2 separate regions of the Gossypium hirsutum genome follow, and region 2 is linked to region 1. Evidence: chromatin contacts called from public Hi-C data. All regions are on one chromosome and are shown on one strand. Each heading gives the region's core, a stretch centred on a gene start, on an enhancer-like site or on the middle of the called end of the contact. The rest is flanking DNA. Distances are from core to core; before and after follow the strand shown.

Region 1 (4,854 bases), core at 200-2,699:
GCTTTAGTTAGGCATGTAGACTTTGGATAACAAAACTGATTTGGACCAAAGCTTCTGGATTTATGCATTTGTGCTTATTACATTTGGCTACAATTGAGTAATCGAATTCTTGCCCATAATTCATATGTCATGTCAAGATTCTTCATGTTTAATACTATAATCAACATTTAGAAATTGATTTGTCATTCAAAATAAACATGTCGTGTTTGAGGTTAAGGACCAATCCTATGATTGATTTTTTTTCTTAAGTCAAATGTTTGTTTTGATAAGTTCATTCCCCGACATTATCATATTGTAGTTAGTAAGAATTCCAACCTTAAAACTGATGCGATTTATTTTTATTACTGAAATAACGATTTATATTTAATGCATTAATTATTTTAATTTGTTAAATGAATCTAATGATTATATTATACATGATTTTAAAAATTTTAACAAAAAATTATTATTAATGGTGCACTATCATTATATGAAATGTTTAATGTGTTGAATTATATATCATATATGCAAACTATGTTATGGACATATGGGGTTCTTAGTTAGATTACTTGGGGGAGAAATTGTGGTGTAACAGTTAACGAGCCAGCCCATTGGGAGTTTGGGTTCGTCAGTTGGATTGAAATGGGCATGAAATTCAATTAGGAGCAAGCAAATTTATAGGAAGACCATTATTCGGTTATAATCATGTTGTCAACAAAACAAGCCACCTAAAAAATGCCTATAAGCACCTCTCCATTGTCTATTCCCCAGGTGCTCATCGGATGGCCTACTTACTAAATAGTTTGTCTCCATTCAACCTTTCGATATTTGTGGAAGGGTTCTAATCACCTGTCTTTAAGGTCAAGTTAGTCATCTCTGCAAACAGATTACTTGCCTCCTTTGAAAAGATCTTGTCCATCCACCTTTGTGAACAAACTACCCGCTTCTCAAGGCATTTGTGTCTATACATGTGAACATTCCCTTAAAAAACCTTTGGGGCCACCTAAGCATGATAACCTTATACTTCAACAAGAAAGACCGAACATGCCCCACTATGCTTATCCTTTTAAGTTCTCCATGACGACAAAACAGGAGGAAATTCATATAAATACCCTCCAAACCTAAGAGGGAGGGACCTAAGCGAACCTATTTAGCATTCTGCCTCTTCTGCCTCTGCAGCAACGCCCTCATTTATGTACTCTTCTGGTTCTCTGCTAGTTGAGGTGAATCGACCACCTTTGCTTCATCGCCTTCTTCTCTCTAGCTATGTCCTTTTTGAGATTTGTATCGACAAACCCCGTTTTAATTTACTTAATTGACAATTTGTTTAAATAGATTTTGGTTAATTTAGATTAGTTGAATTAAGTTGGCTTTGAGTCCAGTTTTAGCACTAGGTTAATGCAATCCATAACCGATCCACCGATTTAATCCACTTATATTTATTTTTAAAATATTTAAAGTATATTAATATATAGATATTATTCAAACTACTCAAACCCAAAGCCCAATGACCCAACCTAGCCAACAACCCATTAATACCAGCCCAACATTTTAAAATTTTTACTTAATCCAAAACCAACCAACTTAATTTAATTAACCCAGCTCAATAAAAATAAAAAAGAAGCAAATTTCAATCAAGTAAAAGCAATTGGTACAACCTTCCCCTTTCAAAATAAAATTTTAAGCTTTGATTGTAAAAAAAAAAAATGGAAAAAAGAGGTTATGATGGATTAAAATGAAAAACATGAATGGAATTGAGATGTTAGATTTAGTGAGGGCCTATTCGTCTTAATGGATTTATTGGCTCTTTATTTTATTTTTTATTGCCCATCTGTTAATGCCCCCCATCACGTTAACCTTCCAACTTCCTACACTTAACACTAATAGATATAAAACAGTTGTTTTTTTTTTTTGTTTTTTTAAAAATTATGCCATCTCTGTCTTGTTTGCAGCTGTGAAAAAGTAAATGGTACATATGAATTTCATCCCTTTATTATCTCCAAAAAAAAATTCAATTATTATATAAATAGTAAGAATTTCAAATTTACTATTAAAAAATTCATAAATTTTAAAAATAATTATAAATATTATATTTTTAAATAAATTATTACTCAATTTATATTATTTTAAAAAATCTAAATCTAAATTGTGAAAAACTAATTTTATTTATCTTTTAAATTCAATCAATCTACTAGAGTTTTTTGAAAAAAAGATGTAATCACCAAAGGAAATATTGGAATGATTTGGTTTGGATTTTGGAAAGAGTAGTCATTGTTTCATATATTTTTCTCCTTATGGTTTTGAATCCATGAATAAAAAAAGGTTTGTGCAATCAAATGGTCATGTTCTCCTCAACTTAACTTTATGGAACTGCTCCCAATTTACCTTTTCTTTATTGAAACAATATTAAACAAAGCTAGCAATTTATTTATTTTTAATAAAATAACATAATAATATGAAATTTAAATGAATATTTATTCTTTGGACTCCAGTAATCCACTCCCTGACATAGACATGCAATATGATCACCACTTTGATTTTAAATGAAATGTTTATTTTATTTATTCTCATTTCCCATCTTCAATGAATTAGGAATTTAAAAACAGAAAAAGGTTAGGCATTTTAACCCACCAAAATAAATAAAATTATATATTCACTATAATAAATTTTCCCAATTTTTTTATTTTTATTTTTCACAATTTACACATCCTTGACAAAAAGTAAATTATTATTTCACACGCTACAATTTAAATCTGCTATATAGATTTTGGGATAAACACCAAGGTTGTTATTACTTTTTCTTAATTCAATAGGTATCAATATTGTTAATAATGTAGGAGGATGTAGGTTTAAAACGCATTATCCTTTTTATTTATGGGTTAAAAAGGGGTTATGGATAGTTCTAGACATTATGTCAAAAAGAGCAGATATTATCAGAACCTATAATGAAATTGTTTAATATATATATATATAAGTTTAACTTTCATCATCTCCAAATAAAAAGAAAATTTTATTTTTAATTTATATTAAATAAATTCATAATAACTCAATTATGAAAGTGTTTTTTATTTTAGTCACTCAACTATATATTTTTTTATTTAAGCACTAATAATTTTAAATATGATCATTAACTTGGAAACATGAAGTGATCTTTTATAGGTATAATAATAATTTTAACCTTCCCATATTTATATATTATTTTAATTGTGTTTTAATTCTAAAAAAAAGTAATAAATTTTGAACCTCAAATGTTTGTATATTCCATCAATTTAATCCTAATTTAGAAAAATAAAAAAATTTATTTAAACTATTTTCAATCAAAATTCTCAACTTTTATAAACTGCATAACATTTAAATATATATAATATAAAAAAATTGAAAACATTAGTGAAGATCAAAATTTATTAATTTTTTTTTTAAATTATGACTAAAATGTTAGAATGTTTAAATATTGAAGAGCTAAACTTATTACTATACAAGTAAAAAGATCATAGCACTTTGATTAACAATTAAGTAGCAATGTGCCTAAATAATTAAAATTTAAGAACATTAGTGATTAAATAAAAATTATAAAAATAATGGAGATCATCACCAATAATTAAAAAAAAAAAAAAAAAGAGAGTTAGGATTAAGCTTGTTCTTATCTTAAGTTAAATTGTTTAATATTAAATAGAGGTTTAAAAAGAAAAGCATTTGTTCGGTAGTCAAAGGTTGTGGTCCATCCATTATCAGGATATTAAAATATAATTATCATAACACCCATTTTCCATAAAACATTTTATAATATTTTGTTGAAATTTAATTTCCTTCTCTCTCATCTATTTTCAAATTTTCAAAAGAAAGCTCTGCCTTTTATTTTATTTTTCTTAATGAAAAAGAAATATTCGACACCTCACCTGTGTGTTGCCCATAACGTGTTAATAATTTTTTATGATAAGAATATCTCATAAATATAAATTATGTAGTACATTATTGGTGGAAAGTATAAATTTTAATTTTAACTAAATTTAAAAGATTTAACATCACAGGTCAAATTAAATAATTGAAGAAGAGATGGTGAAATATATAAATATATTTGGTTTCAGATCTATTCTAGAGAAAAGGGAAATCTATATTAAATTTTAATTTTAATTTCTCCAAATCAAATTTACACCATAGAGTAATAATAAAAGGAACGTGATACAATAATATGCCTTTAAAAAGCACTTTTTCACATGCTTTGTTGCCTCACTTCATTTTCCTTAAACCATTTAACCTTTTTCTTTATACTATCTTTTTTTATATAATTAATAATTTAATAATCTAACATCATGCTTTATTCATATATATATATATATATCATGCATGTCAAGTTTAACCTACATTAAATTTTTCTAACTATTTATTTTATGTAAATAAGTTTACGGTAAATTATTAAAATATTAATCATATAAAGAATTATGGAAGATATTTTAGTCCTTATCTCCATTTAAATTATAATGCAATGAGCAATTTAGTACCTATCACAATAAATATGGCATTTTAGTCCTTATAGTGATTAAAATGTTTAAATATACCATAGGTCTTTCTACTCTTATGAAATTTTAATTTTAATTTTTGTACCTTAATTTCGAGATATTTGAGTCCTTATATCTTTTTTATTTAATAATCTTAGCTTATTCATCTAATTTTACAATTATAAAAAATATATAAAAAAAATTTTAGCCCTCAATATTTATAATTTTTTATCACTTTTATCCTTATTTTTTAAAATTACATAAAATTATTAAAATTTATTTTTTTTATATTTTAATAATAAGCGTTAACGTTATCAAGGAGAGAGAAAAGAGAACATGGTTGTGAACAACAGAACCAAGAGTAAATGTATAATTGGTT
Region 2 (5,073 bases), core at 2,495-4,994, 43 kb before region 1:
TTCCAACTTCAATTTTTTTTTCATTGATGATGTTAAACAAACAGTTAGCTTGTGGCATTTAATGCGCCACGTGATACTTTAAACCAATTAAAACATGTGACATCTATATGTATTAAAATTAAATATATATTCTAGAAAGAATTTCTAAAAATTAATAAAAAAATTTTAAATTACCTTTTACTTTCACCACCGTTATCCACATTCATCGACTGTTGACTCTGTTGATTTGTTGTTAACTGAATTTGTATTTTAAATTTTAAAGTTTTAAGAATATTTTTAGGAATTATATATATATATATTTTTTTTGCAAATATATTTATTTTAAAAGTTTTACATTTTTAGAGTTATATATATTTTAAATTTATATCATGATTTTTTTGAATTTTTAGATTTAAAGAAAAATAAAATAATTTAAATTATTACAATATTTTTTTAGAGTTTATGTATAATGAATTTTGGCATTCTTTGTAATTTTCTAAAGTTTAAATTTTTTTTTATAAATTTTTATTTTTTCAATTTGGTGATTTTTTAATTCTCAATTTTTATTTAATGTTTAAAAGTTTCTAGAGTTTATTCTTTTTTTTTTTGTAATTTTCTAAAGATCTAATTAGATTTCTTTCATTTTTTTATTTTTTAAACTATATTTATATATTTAACAATTTATTAAAATTTTACTTTTGAAAATTATATTCTAATTTTTTTTAGAATATGCAATGTCAAATTCTAATTGATTAAAAGTGCCACACAATATATTCTAATATATGCCATGTGTCAGTCGATTTATTAAATTGGAGTCATTTGGCTAAATAAAAAATATTTAAGCGTTGAGAAAAATAATATTTAAGAACTAAATCATGCTATAAGACTAAATTTTTTATAAGCTTGTGTTGACAGGAGTGATAAATTTGATATTATACAAATAGAAAAAGTAATGTTAATATTTCATTAATGATTTAATAAATAAGTTATCAAAAAAAGTAAAAAATTTCTCCTATAGTTTACTCTATATTTTAACACATTTTTAAAACAGTGCATCACATGAGTTTAAAAGTAAAAGCCCCTACAAGAAAAACTTTCCTCCATATGCATAATTTAAAATTCTGTCATCTGTTATGCATTTAATTTCAATTTTATTTTATATAATAAAATTTATGTATCTGTTTACTTTCACGTTTAACTTATTTTCTAATTATGTTTCTATCAAAACTAATTTATATATTTGCAAATGTAATGTATGAAAATATTTAAAATGAAAATATTGTTTTCTTTAATGAATTATATGGATACATGGAAAGTCGCATAAAGTGACCATATATTAAAATTAAATATTTTCTAGATCTCTCTACCATTTTTTTAGTTCTATTTTTACTTTTCTTTTATTTAAAAATTTAAATTTAATTGTTCTTTGTTGTTAAATTCAGCTTTAATCCAATGTCTTTTTTAGCATGATTATTAAGTAAATATTTTTTTAATTTCAAAAAATTATATTAATAAATTTAATGAATTTTTTTAGCAACTATAACTATTGGATCTAAAATTTAAACTATAAAAGAAATTAAAGGACTGAAATTTTAAAATAAAAATAAAAGAGCTAAATTTAAATGTAGGAAAAGTACACCATATTTTAATAGGAAAAAAACTTCTTTTCGCTAAAGAAACGTGTTTTTCTAATCTTGATTTTGCTAGTTGAAACACATACTAAATGCGTTTTGTATTTCAATAAAAGAAACACATTTTTGCTATTTTTATGTTTTCTTTTTGAATCGTATGGAAACATTGAGAATATTTATATACATATATCAGAAGTTTCGAATCAAAAATTGACTTTGAAAATTCAAAAATTTGATTCATGAGTTGTCTAAACATTATGTTATAATCTTTTGTATTTTTAGAATAGAAAGAAAAATTCTTTTAATTATTCTATTTGGTGGAGCTTTGATCAATGGTTTGTCGAAACTCTAAACTTAATATTGAATAGATAAAAGTTGCTTTTAATTGTCGTGTTAACTTACTCATAAAATGAGTTTAGATAACAATATTGAAAAGTGGTTTTCTTCAAAAACATTTTTCTTACCTCATTTCTTCAATTAAACAAAATCTAAAGGCGAATTTCTTTAAAAATTTTTAAAAATTCTTGAAAGTTCATAGAGAACTTGAAGTCTACAAAATTAAATCTCTTAGAACTTTTGAAAAGTTTAATTTGTGAAATTGTATAATGGCTTAAAGGAAAGGGTATTTTTGTGTAAACCATAAGGTGCGGTGGTTGCTCATCTCACCCTTTACTATGTGGTTAAGGGTTTGATTCTTACTCATAAGAATAAAACACATTTCATAGGCAGTTGTTTGTCTTTGTAGAGAGCATTGACAATGAAAGTTTTTATCATGTAACAAATATATTTATAAAAATGAATACAAATAATAAATTAGATTTTAATTGAATGGTGAAATACAATTATTAATAATAAAAGGGTTCAAATCTTATTGTTTATGTATATTTTTCTATATAAAATAAAAAAAAATTACCCTCAAAATAATACAATTTATTATCTTAATGTCACCAATTCAATTAACTGTTTAATGTATACTATAAACAAGTTCTTTTCAGCACAATGAATATTACATAATCATGATTTGTTCATACATACATTATATAATTACTAACAGATTAAAATTTTAAAAAAATCTTATATGTACTCATAAATAAAACTGAATTAATCAAACAACAACTGAATTAAAAAATATTTTATTTAATCTTTAAAGACATTTCTTCTTTTAAGGAACCTTCTCTTTAAAAAAAATTTACCCCTCCATTATATTGTGGACTGTCAAATACTCTAGTAGTAATTAAATTATGTATTAATACATCTTTAATGTCACTTTAAATAAAAGTCACCAGAAACTAATTAATATTTTCCCTAAATTACAAATCCAAAAAGCGTGCCTCCAGGTCTACGTACAAACTCATGTGCGCAAAATTTGTGGCTTTCCGACCATCCAATTAAAATCGAGCACGTCAGATTTGTTGGATTGATGTGTCTTCTCAGTCAGATCGTGACCGTACCTACAAGGATATGAATATGCTTTGATATATACTATTCTATCTACCCTTTCCTCTCCTAATCTTCACTTTCACACCTTCCCTTTTTCTCAAATCCTACTCTAATCCATTCCCAAAGTCAGTTTAACGAAAAATCAGAGGGTAAAACGGGAATTTGGGTTTAGTTATATATCAAAAGATCGCATCACGTTACGCCGAGAAATACAAGAAAACCGGCCCAGAAAAATAAGATGAGACGGAGAAAAGCCGATCCGAGCGAGCAAGGTGGTGTCACGTGCGGACGTCATAAATTAAATTCCCGTCGGCAAATTTTGAAAAAGAAGACTTAACAATCAAGCTAATTTTTTTGCCGACGTGGATATATCCGTCACCGTGTCTTCAGATACCCTCTTTTTTGAGTTGAAGACACGCAAAAGGACAGTAGACTCAATACAGGTGGCAATCCGAGCTGGACATACGAACTACCCAGATCGAGGGATCAAATGACACGTGGCATTAATAAATGTTGACAAATGGGAATGTGTTGAACGAAATGGAATCAAGGGCTGACTAATCGGGCGGGCGTTACTTAAATAGTGGCGTCGTTTCTATATTACTATAAAAATTCAAAAATAAATAAAAGATTTTAAATAAATGTAATATTTTCGGTAACATAATTAATGCGTGTATATATAAAGGGAGCATTAGAAGAAGGGAAGGTAAAGACCAAGGCGGTGGTGCTTCATCTCTTTTATTCTAGAAACAAAAGAAAAACAAGGGAAAACAAGATTTTTGCAGAGTATTTGGCATTTGGGTCCTTGTTGTTTGATTCAAACCAGCCGTCTTCTTTCAAGATATATAAAGGGTTTGTATAGTTATTAGTCAAGTTTTCAATCTTTTTTGGGTTCTTCAAGAGACAGAAAATTAAGAAGAGGAAGAGAAAATATGGAGTGGCATGCTTGTCTTGATGAATATGAGAAGCTTGTGATAAGGATGAGTACTCCCAGGTTTGTAATCTTCGTTTCTTATGTATAAATCAGAGAAAATTTGTCACAAATCTATGTTTTTCTCACTTCTGGTTTTAAGTTTTTTTTTTAAAATTTGAACATACTGGTTAACAAAATCATCTCTGAACCCTAACGAGTAGGCACAAATTTTAGTTTAAATTATTATTACCAAAAACCTATGTACAGATTTTCTTTTTCTTCATGTTTTCCGTTAACTCTTCCGATTTTCCGTGTACTTTTCAATAATAAATTACATATTACCAAATCAAATTTGAAAATTCAAAAAAAAAAAAGAGTGTATTTCCCAGTGTTTGACCTTCTCCTGCCTTTTTATTGTGTTTTACAGAGTGGTCATTGACAATGCCGTTTGCCCCACTGCAACTCTTGTCAAGGTTAGCTTCTACGAAACCTCTCAAATATGAACACACCGCTCCAAATTTTTTACTTATCAGTCTCTTGTTTTTCTTTTGATTTTTCAAGGCCTTTGACACTTTCTTTCTTTCTTCTCTTTGTTGCTATGATTTTTCCAGGTTGACAGTGCTAGAAGACACGGGATTTTGCTAGACGCTGTTCAAGTTTTAACAGATCTGAACCTTTCAATTAAGAAGGCTTACATTTCATCTGATGGCCAATGGTTCATGGATGGTAAGCTCGCTTCCCCCCCCCTCCCTTTTCTTTAATTTTTAGACAAAGTTTTCCTGTTTCTGGGTGTTGCTAGAAAACCCTGTTTCTAACATTACCCTTTTTTGGGTTTGCAGTTTTCCATGTGACTGATTTAAACGGAAACAAATTAACTGACGAAAGCGTTATTAGTTACATCGAGCAGGTAATTTATTGCAGTTGATTAATGCCCTTTATACTATCTTAATTTCCTATAAAACTGATTTTTGTGTTGGTTTTTCTTCAATTACAGTCCCTTGAGACCACTGATCCTGATAGAAGCCATGAGTTTGATGGTTTAACAGCATTGGAATTGACTGGAACCGATAGAGTTGGTCTTTTATCGGAAGTATTTGCAGTTTTAGCTGA

Evidence for each region. A called contact is a pair of places that touch in the nucleus more often than the background predicts.
Region 2: a contact with region 1 is called in a Hi-C map of leaf, with 1.8 times the contacts expected there. The contact joins the promoter of LOC107927012 here to the enhancer-like site in region 1. A contact is called at or near these places in 6 of 34 Hi-C or Micro-C datasets (hypocotyl and leaf).

What each region holds. Positions count from the first base shown.
Region 1 is chrA08:116,636,781-116,641,634 of Gossypium_hirsutum_v2.1, reverse strand. No RefSeq gene overlaps it. Among protein-coding and RNA genes, the nearest start is that of LOC107926981, 19 kb to the right of the region's middle. Within about 2 kb of position 1,449, at least 9 of the 9 cell types and tissues checked have an H3K27ac peak or open chromatin away from gene starts, as enhancers often do. A contact at or near this core is called in hypocotyl and leaf, where this site is marked.
Region 2 is chrA08:116,681,766-116,686,838 of Gossypium_hirsutum_v2.1, reverse strand. LOC107927012 (ACT domain-containing protein ACR8) reads left to right here and starts at 3,744. Exons shown (of 7, transcript XM_041074875.1): 1 at 3,744-4,044; 2 at 4,391-4,436; 3 at 4,575-4,689; 4 at 4,803-4,870; 5 at 4,958-5,073. The coding sequence starts at 3,983.